3 separate regions of the Mus musculus genome follow, and all the other regions are linked to region 2. A link is a contact called in public HiChIP or PLAC-seq and Micro-C data. All regions are on one chromosome and are shown on one strand. Each heading gives the region's core, a stretch centred on a gene start, on an enhancer-like site or on the middle of the called end of the contact. The rest is flanking DNA. Distances are from core to core; before and after follow the strand shown.

Evidence for each region. HiChIP or PLAC-seq counts read pairs in DNA pulled down with a chosen protein or histone mark. Hi-C and Micro-C count contacts between places; a contact is called where the count stands out from the background.
Region 1: a Micro-C map of brown adipocytes shows a contact between it and region 2, with 3 times the contacts expected there. The contact joins two enhancer-like sites. A contact is called at or near these places in 2 of 15 datasets of contacts at CTCF or cohesin (the NIH/3T3 cell line and large pre-B cells), 6 of 484 Hi-C or Micro-C datasets (bone marrow-derived macrophages, brown adipocytes, cumulus cells and 2 more) and 7 of 115 datasets of contacts at active chromatin or transcription factors (embryonic fibroblasts, embryonic stem cells, fibro-adipogenic progenitors and 3 more).
Region 3: a RAD21 HiChIP or PLAC-seq map of pro-B cells shows a contact between it and region 2, with 4 times the contacts expected there. The contact joins two enhancer-like sites. A contact is called at or near these places in 3 of 15 datasets of contacts at CTCF or cohesin (large pre-B cells, pro-B cells and stem cell-derived epiblast-like cells), 7 of 484 Hi-C or Micro-C datasets (the C2C12 cell line, bone marrow-derived macrophages, brown adipocytes and 4 more), 7 of 115 datasets of contacts at active chromatin or transcription factors (bone marrow-derived macrophages, embryonic stem cells, fetal liver and 3 more) and 2 of 9 other capture datasets (bone marrow-derived macrophages and embryonic stem cells).

Annotation. Positions count from the first base shown.
Region 1 is chr13:112,194,119-112,197,984 of GRCm38.p6, reverse strand. No RefSeq gene overlaps it. Among named protein-coding and RNA genes, the nearest start is that of Gm33849, 9.9 kb to the right of the region's middle. Within about 2 kb of position 1,629, at least 44 of the 459 cell types and tissues checked have an H3K27ac peak or open chromatin away from gene starts, as enhancers often do. A contact at or near this core is called in brown adipocytes, where this site is marked.
Region 2 is chr13:112,024,042-112,028,008 of GRCm38.p6, reverse strand. The region is part of intron 2 of Gm15322 (a long non-coding RNA gene); the gene reads right to left. Among named protein-coding and RNA genes, the nearest start is that of Gm41061, 16 kb to the left of the region's middle. Within about 2 kb of position 2,543, at least 22 of the 459 cell types and tissues checked have an H3K27ac peak or open chromatin away from gene starts, as enhancers often do. A contact at or near this core is called in brown adipocytes, heart atrium and pro-B cells, where this site is marked.
Region 3 is chr13:111,787,981-111,791,750 of GRCm38.p6, reverse strand. All of the region lies in intron 1 of Map3k1 (mitogen-activated protein kinase kinase kinase 1), which reads left to right. Among named protein-coding and RNA genes, the nearest start is that of Map3k1, 19 kb to the left of the region's middle. Within about 2 kb of position 2,045, at least 116 of the 459 cell types and tissues checked have an H3K27ac peak or open chromatin away from gene starts, as enhancers often do. A contact at or near this core is called in heart atrium and pro-B cells, where this site is marked.

The sequences.
Region 1 (3,866 bases), core at 380-2,879, 170 kb before region 2:
GAGGAAATAAGTAGGAAGAACTAGGCTCTGATGTATAATTTACCCGAAAGGTCACGTTAGCAGCAGGCAAGCTGCATGCTACCCCACGTGGGTTTCCTTTAGGTCTATACTGACTGCTTTGAAAATTCAAATTAGTCCAAACTTTTGAATACCGAATCATTTCGCTACCAAAGAAGGAGATCTACTATTTTTGGTTTCTCTCAAAGATTCTCAAAGATCCAGAATTCTCAGATATTTTCTGCTTCTGGCTTCAAATGGTCCAAACCGAGTCGGGGCTGCCCCCTGAGCTTATGCACGGTCTCCAGTTGGCCTGGCAGCCTGGTGCACTCCAGATCGACCTGATCCTCCAAGATGTCAAATCCACAGTGGGAAAAACAGAGTGAACAAGGAAAGGACATTCAGAAATAGATCCACTGGGAGTAAGCAGAGTTCAAGCCTGGGCTTTTCAGGCCATCCAATGAATGACTCCTGACTGAGGGGAAGTCTCTGCAGGCAGAGGCTCAGGGCAACACAGACTGAGAAATCTGATGATCCCCCCACCCTTCAGTCTTTGAATAAACAGCAACAAAACCAAACAAACTAGACAGATTCCAACAGAGCAGTAACAACAATAAAGGAACAGAGATTTAGCTGTTGGACATACAAACCCAAACCTGCTAGCTGGCTTGAACTAGGAGGCAGGATCATAGCGGGCATCTTTGAAGCGTGTGTCCATCCTTCTGGATTGACTAGCCTGCTGTGAAGGTAGACTTGGAAGTTAAAACTGATAAAATGTAGACGAGAAGCTTACAAACTGATTGCAGAAAATTCTTTTAGAAGGGGTACATGGCAGCCCTAGGAGGGGCCAACGAATCTCATTCTCCCAGACTCCCCCAAGTTCTGAAAATTCCTAAGCCAGCTTTGTTTCCGCAGCCCGCTGACAGCAGGTGGCGCAGGACCCGCCCACCCCTGCTGGTTTTGGTCCCACGGGGGAAAAACCGTGGCCAGAGATCCAAAAAAGCAAGGCGACTCCTTTTTCCTGCCTGGGTCATTTCCATGAGTCATGCACGCACTTTAATCTAGTCCTAACTATGGGAGAGGAACATCAAAACGACTGTCTGATCTTTTTATCAGTATCTAGTGGAAAACAAAAATCCCCTTTCATAGGATCCTCACAGGACGTGTTTATTTGCCCTTTTCATCTCGTTGCCGGCTCTTCCTTCCCAGAATCAGTACGGAGGAAGAAAAAGGAGCCTCTGCGAAAGGCAAAGAAAGGGTTTGATGGCTCAGGTCGGGCAGAGATGTCAGCCTGGAAGGAACAAGTCTCCTTAGAGTAACTTAAGAATTCTTCTCGCTGAATGCTTTCCAGCTGTTTGTAGGAGTGTGCGGGTCGGATCTCTTTGGCTGGAAAAGCGGAGGACCTGTTGGATGATTCTAATCTTAGACTTTTGGTGTCAGGTGGATGGATCTGGAGTTGAATCCTGAATGTAACACTGGTGAGCCGAGTGACTTTAGGCAATGTCTTTGAGTAAGTTTAAATTTAGCGTTTAGATCCATAAAATGACCACTAAAATAACAGTATTGATACAGTGCCCACATACCTGTCAACGATTAAGCTTCTAATCTCTGCCTGACATTGATTTATGGATTTTGGGTGTAATGTTTGATTTAACCACCACAGCAATCTCAGACTTGAGTACCATGACCAGGCCCATTTTACAGATTGGGAACCTGATACACAGAGTTAGAAGAATGTGTTCAGTGTCTTGAGGTTAGAAGGCAGCGTAGTACCCTCCTCCAGTGGTTAGGGAGTCTTTAAATATGCTAGAAGATTAGTTCCCAGTAAATGAACAGCGTATAATATATTTTAAAATAAAAGAGAAACAGGAAAGAGTTCCCCTTCCAACTGCTCCAAGCACTAATCACGTCTGTTTCAACCAAATGAATGATTCTGTCGTTACCCTTTATGTGAGAGCAATTCATAGTATGTCTTACGTTTTAGCCCAAGTTACCCAAAATCATGGAGAATCTTCCTATAAAGGCTGCAGGCATCACCAGACTCTGGGCCAGGAAACGTTATATTCAAGAATCTGCTCTGTTCATCTTTTGAGCCTAAAGGGGCTCTAGCGGACCCACGCATCACAAACGTGGCCTTGCACTTCCCCCTCCCCATCTCCTTTTCCTTGCTAAAATCTCTTAGATTACATTCCTAAAGCTAGCCACCAAAGTCACTTTCCTCATTTGGGCACTGTCTCCTCCTGAGGCTGACTACCAATGTCCAGCTAGCATAGTACTGAAGTCTGGCATTCAAAAGCCTCTTTTTGGTTGCTGTGATTAACATGTCCAATCAAAATTAAACACATCATCCTATGCCGCCATATGCCTACGGGCCAGATCTGTCTCCTCTCTATCCAGAGAAAGTCCTTTGTCCTTTGGGGACAAATATCCCTCCCCCACCCCCTTGGTCCTTTCCCCTTCTCTCTCATCCTCTATCTCCTGTCTTTGTCTCTGATTCTCTGACCTTTGTTCCTTTTCAGTAAATACAGCTTCTTCGCGCTGAGAACTTTGTCTTGGGCCGGAACCTGTCCTTTCACAACTGACTAAACCAAGGCCATCAAGCTACTGAAAACCTACTGTCTATGAATGAGCAATAAATGTAGGAGTGTGCTTTAGAGCAGAATATAATCTCTTCCCTCAATGTGTGCTTCACAGACATGTGTATCATGCATACATGTGCTTGTATATACACACACACACATACACCCCTACTTGGGCATTCAAGACCACACTTTGGAAGTGATCCAGCTTAAGCTGGATCTTCCTGTGAGACTGTTTGGGACCACGGTCAACTAACACAACAGAAAGTAGGTTTTCACTGTTCTGGAGTCCGGAGGCCAAGGTCAGTTTTTTCTGACACTTCTCTTCATGGATTGGCACCAGTTCGATGCCTCATGGCCTTTTCTCGGTATATGCCTGCAGAGTCTGATCTTTTCTTCTCTCTCCTCGTCCTTCTCCTCACTTTTCTCCTCTTCCCTTTCTCCAGAGCTTCTGGATTAGAACCACATTCCTGCCGACATCTGTAACACCCACTGCTCCTTAAAGCTCTCCACAGCCTTCTCACCAGGGATTACGGCCTTAACATGGGAATCCGAGGAAGACAATTCAGCCCATAAAGACTGGCTGAGGTCGGGGCCCGTGCATTTCACAAAGCTGTTCTCAAATTATTCTCATTTTCCATGGACGGAGGTCATCTGGTCACCAGCAATTATGAAAGGCTATGAATGGGGCCTTTCTAGTACACAGCCCTTGAACACAGGTTACACAGAGCAGAGCAGACCCAGTCAGTTGCGGGTTTTTTGTTTTTTTTTTTTTTAGCAGAGTAAAAGAATTCTTGGACTATGGGGTGGTAGTCTCCCTGAGATTAGGTCTTGGTGGCTACGGTAATCCTAACACTAAAGGACACATGAGAACACAGGTAAACAAAGAGCTATGAACTGGAAAGGGCCAAGCTGCAGAAGGAATGCATGTTTTCAAATGATTCGCATCCTCTCCTGTGTATCGCTCATGTGAATGAAGCTTGCCTGTCCTGACTAACCATGGGCAGGTTTTCCTACAGCCTCAGAAATCTCAACGGTGCTGCCTAGGCTAATTTAGGAAGATTCATTGATGCTTTTCGGGTATTACTAAAACCTGCTGGGTATATAAATGTGCTGTTCTCCCACTCTCTCACCCTCCCCTTTGGCCCCAGGTATACTCAAGGATAAACACGTGTTTTTATAGGCAGGGATATGGGTATAGCCAGATGGCACAGGTGTGGGAAAGCTCGGAGGTATCCATTTATGAAAGCCCAGATAATATTGCTTCTAATGTTCAAAGCCAGATCTATT
Region 2 (3,967 bases), core at 1,294-3,793:
TTGAGAGACTAAAACCCTTTCTGCTGCTGGTTGAACAGTGCCAGCCAGGGCATGTTTTAACGGCTTTGCTGCCAATGTGTCTTTACCAGCAAGTGTGGGCACGGAGACTCTGAAGAAATCAGAATTGTTGCCAAACCAGGAAATCAACTACTAGACCGATCTGTGCTTCAAAATTTTGCCTCTATTCATACTTAGGGAATCTGTGTAAAATCTTTCTTGTCACAGGTGTTCTTAACCCTAGGACCTAACTGAAAAGCCCTTGCTGGGTGCCCAGACTCGCCATCAGAGCACCAAGTGACCCTTCAGTCTCTTCCCCCATTCACCTGCAGCCTGACCCAGAAGTGGACAAAGGCTTTCTCAGAGTTCACTCAGATTGACTGAGGCCCAGGATGGAGGAAGCCTAGCAGAAGGCCTGGCTGGGAACAATTGTCAACTCTGCTGGGTATTATCGTTAAAAGGTGTTGCTTTAGGGTTTGGGAAGGAAGATGAGAAAGGAGGTGGATTTAGAGATTCATGGGTGTTTGCATGGTTATGACTTCTAATAACTACATGGCTAAGACAGATGTACGTAGACCAAGACCCTAGGGGCTGGGGTGGAGCTGTGTCTTCATTGCAAAGTAAAACGTATCTTGATACAGAAAACAAGGGGCTTGGATTATATGCCAGCCAGCTAGGTAATCTCAACTAGCTATGTGACTTTGGTACTATTTTTTGACTCTTTGAACTTCAGAGTTTTTTTTTATATTCATCAACTCTATTCCAAAGAACTTCTTAAGGGAATGAATGAGCTCTAAATTTGTACCTGAAGCTACTGAGTACTGAAGTGGGGTAAGACCCACCAAAGAGATCCACTTTTATCATCGTTTTCTTTAATTTTAGTGAGAGTTAGATACACCCAGCAACATGTGGTCCTTGAAAACCACTTTGGACAACTCAGATATAATATTGTGGAAGATGTTTTATGACCTATTATACAATACACAAAGTTTCGATGAGCTAAGATGTAGAGATTGTGCATTTTAAGAGCTTACTCAATCACCGGGGTCTACACACTTTGCAAAGTACCTACACACAAATATATATGGAGCACTAAGAAGAACATGGATCCTGAGAGAAATAAGAGGTGCTCCTGCCTAGAATTGGGGGGAGTGTAATAACACCCCCAGGGGTGACTTCCAAACCCCCCAAAGAGGAAGGATTGGAAGACCTCACCTTCTAAACGCCAAGACCTAGTCATTGGCAATTCCTAACTGCTTGTTCTAGAATACATAATTTCGTCCTCAGCACCTACGTCTTCACTGTACAGACTATTGTTCTTGATCAGTAGTTGGAGAAAGGGAGGCACAGAGATATGCTGAGTGGCCTCTTCTCAGGCCATCCAAATGAACGAGCCCAAACGTGGACTTGGACCACTTGTTCTAGAGTCTTAGTGTGTGAAAAAGAAAACACACACCGCCGTCACGAGTAGCAACACAGGGTAGAGTAGTGCTCGGATCAAAATGGTTTGTTTTGACTAGTTTCCACACAGTAAACATACCCCTATTATTTTCAAGATGCTATAAGCTTCCCAGAATCCCCTACCCCTTTGTAATTATCTGAGGATAGATACTATATTGAGTTCTGAAACTATAAATCACAAATTCGTTAACCACCATCATGTATGTAGATCAAGCACATGAATAAGAACAACAGCCATTTGGTGGCCTCAGGTCCATCAGTTATGAAAGTGGGCACCTCATAGATAGGAAAGGCATCCATCCATTCAGCACACATTAGCCAAGTGCCTTCTGTAGGACCGCCAATGCATTGTGTAGTTGGAATTCAACATTCATCAAAACAGACTAAGCACCTCCACTCTCCAACTCAGTCCTTCATCTGAGACACCAGTCAGCTAGTGTCTTAGAAAATGAAGGAAGATTATGTAGTGTTCTCCATGGTGACCAGCAGACATCCTTCAGTGTGGTACCAAGGGTTGTGCTGTCATCCCAGTGATGAATTACCCTGCACCTAGTCCCTAGAACTTTAGTGGGATCCTTTTGGAGTCTTGTGGAGTTTTGGAAGAGTGACAATTAGAGCTCATTGCATGCTTTTGCACTAAAAATAGCCCCATAAACAATTTCTAAATATGTCTTTACAAGCAATAACTTCAGAAAAGCCCACAGGCTTTAATGTAACCGGGGAAATTACAACAGGAGAAAGGCGATGTGGGACTGTTGCATGATTGGAAGGGGAAAGATCACCAGGGAATTCCACCCCAGCTGAGGAATGACTGCTCTCTGCTGACAAATAACCAGGCCAAGTCGCACTAACATTTTCCAGCCAGAGAAAGAAACTGGTGCAAGACGATGAAGAGTCCAGCGGTATTTTCAAACACCCTGGAGCTTACAAAAGCAGAGGGAAGAATGACAGTAAGGAGTGAGCTGTTTCCAGGAGAGATGGTTCCGGTAGTAGATCAATGGCTTAGTGGGGGTTGGAGAAGGACGTCGTGTCACGCCCTAAGAGCACCCACATCTTCCTCTACTCAGAATTCACTTGCTCTCCCCTGTGGGGTACAAATGACTAAATGACCCCTGGGAATTGTGCAAACCCACCGACACACCACGGGGTCAGCGGCTTAGGCATTTGGACTTTCTCAATGCTGAGAACAGAGCCCGGGAGCCTTGCAGGAACTGGGCCATGACTGTGTTTTTTTCTCATGCAAGTCTGGTTCTCACACTAGCTGGAGCTTGTGCATCTACTGTACAGTGAAGACACACTGTGAGAACCGCAAGTTGCTTCTCGGGGGAGGAGAAAGGATGCATTATCTCCTGTTGCCTAACCCCATGCTACCCAACCAGTCTCACCCATCCTGAGGCAAATCCACACGGTTGATGGAGCCTGACTAACTCTGAGCACCCTGGGCTAGTCACTATAAACAACTCGAGGGTGAGCTATAAACAAAACTGACCACACAGAGCTGGCAAGGGATGTACAAAGCATTTATGCAAAAATACCAGTCCTGAACAATGGGCAGGCTCCTGGGAGTTTTGCTACCACTGGGGAACAGCCACGCCTCATGAAGGGCCATGTATGGCTCAGGAAATGCTGACAGCATTAAAATGTGATCAAGAAGATATGGGCTGGACAGCTACATCTACCTTGCTGCCAGTCTCTATTTATCTTGACATCCTTCTGAACTGAGGGGGCACAGGCACTCCCTTCTCACTCAGGCTGTGGGCCCTAACTGACAAGATAACACACAGCCGCTTTCTTCAAGGGTTCTGTTCTTTTATTCAATTCTTTTACTCAGAGACTGTTTAGTGAGCATCTGCTATATGTCGGAAACTCTCCTAGATGCTGTGTTCATGGCAGTGTGCAAGAATAGGTAGATAGATAGATAGATAGATAGATAGATAGATAGATAGATAGATAGATAGATATAGAAGTTGTCTTCTGACGAGGGAGAAAGACAAAAGACAAGTAAACAAATATATAATTTAATATCAGGCAGTGATAGGCAGCATGCAAAAAAATTAAAGAAACCCAAAGAAGGATGGAAAGTCTGTGGGCTGGGATAAAGTCCTGTCTGTAGGCCCATACGTCAGTCCCATGGTGATGGAAAGACCTGACCAATCCTAGGTCAGGCTCAGGGGAATTACAAGGCCTTCCCATAGTCTAAGTATGAGTGTTGACAACGTGTATAGAAAGTACCGGCTACATATTCCTAGTCCCAGATGCCTGCTGCCTGATCCTGTTCCCTTCCAGGGAACTCTGACTGACTAAGCCCCTCCCCGGTTGTACTGCACATAATACATTCTCTGAATGCATGGGCTGCAGCTGATGTCTTCACCCACATGCACCGTCCACTGGATCTGATTTTTAAAGTTTGTTTGTTTGTTTGTTTGTTTGCCATCTCTTCAATCCCTGAGTCACATCAAGTTCAAAGTCACACAGATCATGAAGGCACGAAGACTCAACGATTGCCCCG
Region 3 (3,770 bases), core at 796-3,295, 240 kb after region 2:
AGAAACACTTTCTGTAGCTTTCTCTCTTGCCCATGGGTAGCTTTCTCGGATGGACAGTGTAAAAACGTATCTATAAGATAGGGGAGTTTTATTTGATTGTTCTGTTTTGGGACAGAACACCGGTAAATAGTCCCGGCTTGTCCCCTCCCTCTCCTGGGCCTACAGTACAAGCCTGCCCAATCACCCAGTTTACTCCTTTGGCTTTTGTCTTGGTTTCTCTTGTGGTGCTGGGTAAGCAAGTATCACACCACTGAGCTATATACCCCAGCTCCAAAGTGCAGTCGGGAATAATGAACAGAACGGACCAAGTCTTGTGGCTTGGTTTAATTCATTTGTGTCTTTTAGTCACGTGCTTTTTTTTACCTACACCTTGGCTGTGTATCTTTGCCTGTCCCGCAAGTCTTGGGATAAACTTGGAAGCTGCGGAACTCAAAGCGCCGCTACTGCAGTAAAGAGAAGCCTGTGTGCTTAAGGACAAAAGACGGGACTGGGAGACAAAGCCGCTGGTGCAGCCACCTGAGTGTCTGCCTTGTTTTCTCTTAATTTACAGAGGCTTTTCCAGAATGGTGCTGGAAAACCGTATATCCACACTCAGACTGAAACTAGGCCTTTCACCTTGTACCAAACCACTCCAGAGTGAATCAGAGGCCTTAACGTGGACCTAATTGCTTTAAGATATAACGTAGACAAGACTTCCTGAATGGTCTGCAGTGGCTCAGAAGATAACTACAAGAATTAGAAAAGCTCCCACAACATGTTTCCCCCGCTGCTCATTGACAGAGTGAATACCTAGTATATATAAAGAACTAAGACTCATAAAAATAACCCGGTCAATAGTTACACAAATGAGTAGGCGGCTCTCAAAAGAAATACAAATGACCAGCAGGTGAACATGCTGAACATGGAAAAATGTCAGTATCCATAACCATTGGAGAAGTGCAAACCAAAACTCCACGGAGCTGGGTATGGTAGTGTATGGGTGTGACCCCAGCAGAGGGGAGTATAGGAGGAGGAAGGTTAGGTCATCCTCACTTACATAGTGAGTTCAAGACCAGCCTTAGCTACGTAAGACGACACTGTCTTAAAAACCCAAAAGGAAAGGCTGTTTTGAGATTCCTGCCTCTGGGAAACCAGCACCTGCAGCTGAGTTGGGGGCTGTGGCCTGCCGGTAGGAATGTTAACTAGTTTAACCACTGTGGAAGCCAGCGTGGAGGTTCCTTAGACAAACACAAGCAGAATTCCTGTGTGATCCAGCTGTCCCACCCCCAGCAGATTCCTAAAGAGTCTTAAGTCAGAATACAGCAGAGTTATCTACACTCTCTGCAAGGTAGACAGCCAGTTTAGGCGCCCATCCGTGGATGACGAGGTAAAGAAAGCGTGCTGTCAGCATACGCAAGGCAATTCTATTCGGACACAGAAAAACGGAGCCATGCTGTCTGCAGGAAAATGCACAGATGTTAAAGTAAGCAGGACTCAGATAAATACGGCATATTTTCTCTCTTCTGTGGAATTGTGTGTGTGTGTGTGTGTGTGTGTGTGTGTGTGTGTGTGTGAGTGACATACACACACGGGCCCCAAAGTAGAAAGAGGACTATTTGATAGGAAGGGGGCCAGTGGGATGAGGTATCGGGAGGGTAGTGGTGGACATCAGAGTATATTACACACATGTATGAAATGTCATAAGAAAGCCCACCACCCATACAGTTACTATGTGCAGACAGCATTGCTTGCTTCCTGCCAGCTCTATCTTACCCTGTGTCTGGGTTCGCAGTTCCTGCACTTGCCATCCCTGGACACCACCCCCCTGACTGCCTTAGTTCTCCACTGCCTCCCAGGTTGCTTGGCTGAGACGGCACAGCTGTCCGCCTCCCCGACACAGACTCTTGGATCTTCCTCGGGGCTGTGTTTTGTCACTAACTTCAGGAAAATCAAATTAACTAGATCACATGGGCAAGTTTCAAGCAATGGGAAAGCCCCCTGACTAAGGACAAATGATCTGGACTCAGGGTGGTTTCTTGCTAATCCTGCCTTGGTGTTTTCCTGGGGCCAAATTCTGTCTCTTTAAACCTCTTGCCTAGCATCTGACCTCCCTTCTCCATGCAGCGCCCCTCAGGGCACAGCAGATGTTTCTACCAGAGAAGGATCTTTTTGGTTCGGAGGCTCCTACAGGAAGGAAGGGCATTTTTTTTTCCTTCACAAGCATCTGCAAATACCAGGGGCATCCGTTAGCACTGCTTGTAAACTGAAAGCTGAGTAAGACAAATCTTGCCCTCAGGTAGACCCAGTCCGAGGAGGACAGTCCACCCTACTCAGCATGTACTTGCCTAGTCCATCCCTTGTGCCAACCTTTCTAGTAAGACAGTGATAGTAGACTTGAAACCCACTTCTGTCTTCATTCCCAGTCTGGTGGTAGGGACAGACAGACGAGTGAGGAGCTGTGTGCTGAGGAGGCTGGAGGAAGGTTCTCTGCACTGTTACAGGGGCTGTAGCCTGAGGGGAGCTCAGTTAGTGTCTAGGGCAGTATGGGGTGACTGACCATAGGGCCTTGGAAATGTGAGCCCATAGGCTGATAAAAGGGGTGGGGCTGAGGGGGTCTAGATGGGCCGCTCATCAGTTAAGAGCACTGTTGATTCACTCCGGTCCCAGTTAACTGTAACTCCAGTACCCTCTTCTGACCTCCTCCGGTACTTAAGCACACTCCGGATGCGCCTATGGACATGCAGGCAAAACACTCTCCCTTCAAAGGAATAATTCCAATTAAAAAAAAAAGTCCGCCGTGCCCCAGGGAGCACTGCATGAAGGGAGCACGGGCACCAGTCCTGGGGGGACACACCTCGGGAGAGCATGGTAGGGTTAGCTTTTGTTCTCCCTTCCCTCGTGCTAGGAAAACTCAGGTTCTATCAGAACACTGCCAAGTGGTTTTCATGTTTCAGTTTGAAAGTCTTGAGGCTTAGAACTGTGTCGTCCGTTATCAGCCTGACTGAGAGTTAAGTGAGATTGCTGTTCCTGACAGAGAGCATTGGCTGACCCGCGTGCTCACGAAGGAGTCGCTGTTGGTTTAGTGGGAATAATAGTTTCTGTCACACTCTCGCCCAGTACACGGTTGTTGTTAAAACTGGAAAGTGGTTCCGACGGGAGGTTTAGAAGCACGCACCCGACAGTCATGAGTCAAGCCCTGCCAGCGTAAAGCCATAGAAGTGTGATCCTGCTGAGTCATCAAAAGTGAAAAGACACTGGCACTTAGGACGGCTTCAGGGTGCCCCTGAGGTGAGGAAGGCATACTTAGGAAGACCTTGACTCCAGCTATATTTGGGGCAGGATGTCAGAGTGAGTGCTGCTTCTGTTCGAAGTGATTTGTGGGCAGGCTACCTTTGCTATTAATAATCGTCTAAATTACATTTTTAAGGAAAGAGCGCCCCCTACCGAGCAAAGCGTCGTTTTTCCTGATCCCCTTCCCTTCCTGTGACCTTCGGGTTTTCCAGACAAGGCAGTCAGCTCTAGTTGGTTCATCTTGCAGTAAAGGGGCAGCCGGCAGCCAGGATGCTCCTAACACCATCTAAACAGCACTTTGCACGTTTCAGTGTCCCAACCAACTGGCTCGTCTCATGATGGACACATTGGCAGAGAAGAAGAGAACTATTCTAAAGAGTGACTAGGGAGAGTGACATATGGCATGTGGCTGGGGCCATGATCTACTGGGAGCTGCACTCTCAGGGGTGGGGCTGCTACTGAGATGATCCTGTTACTGAGATGATCCTGTCACTGCAGGG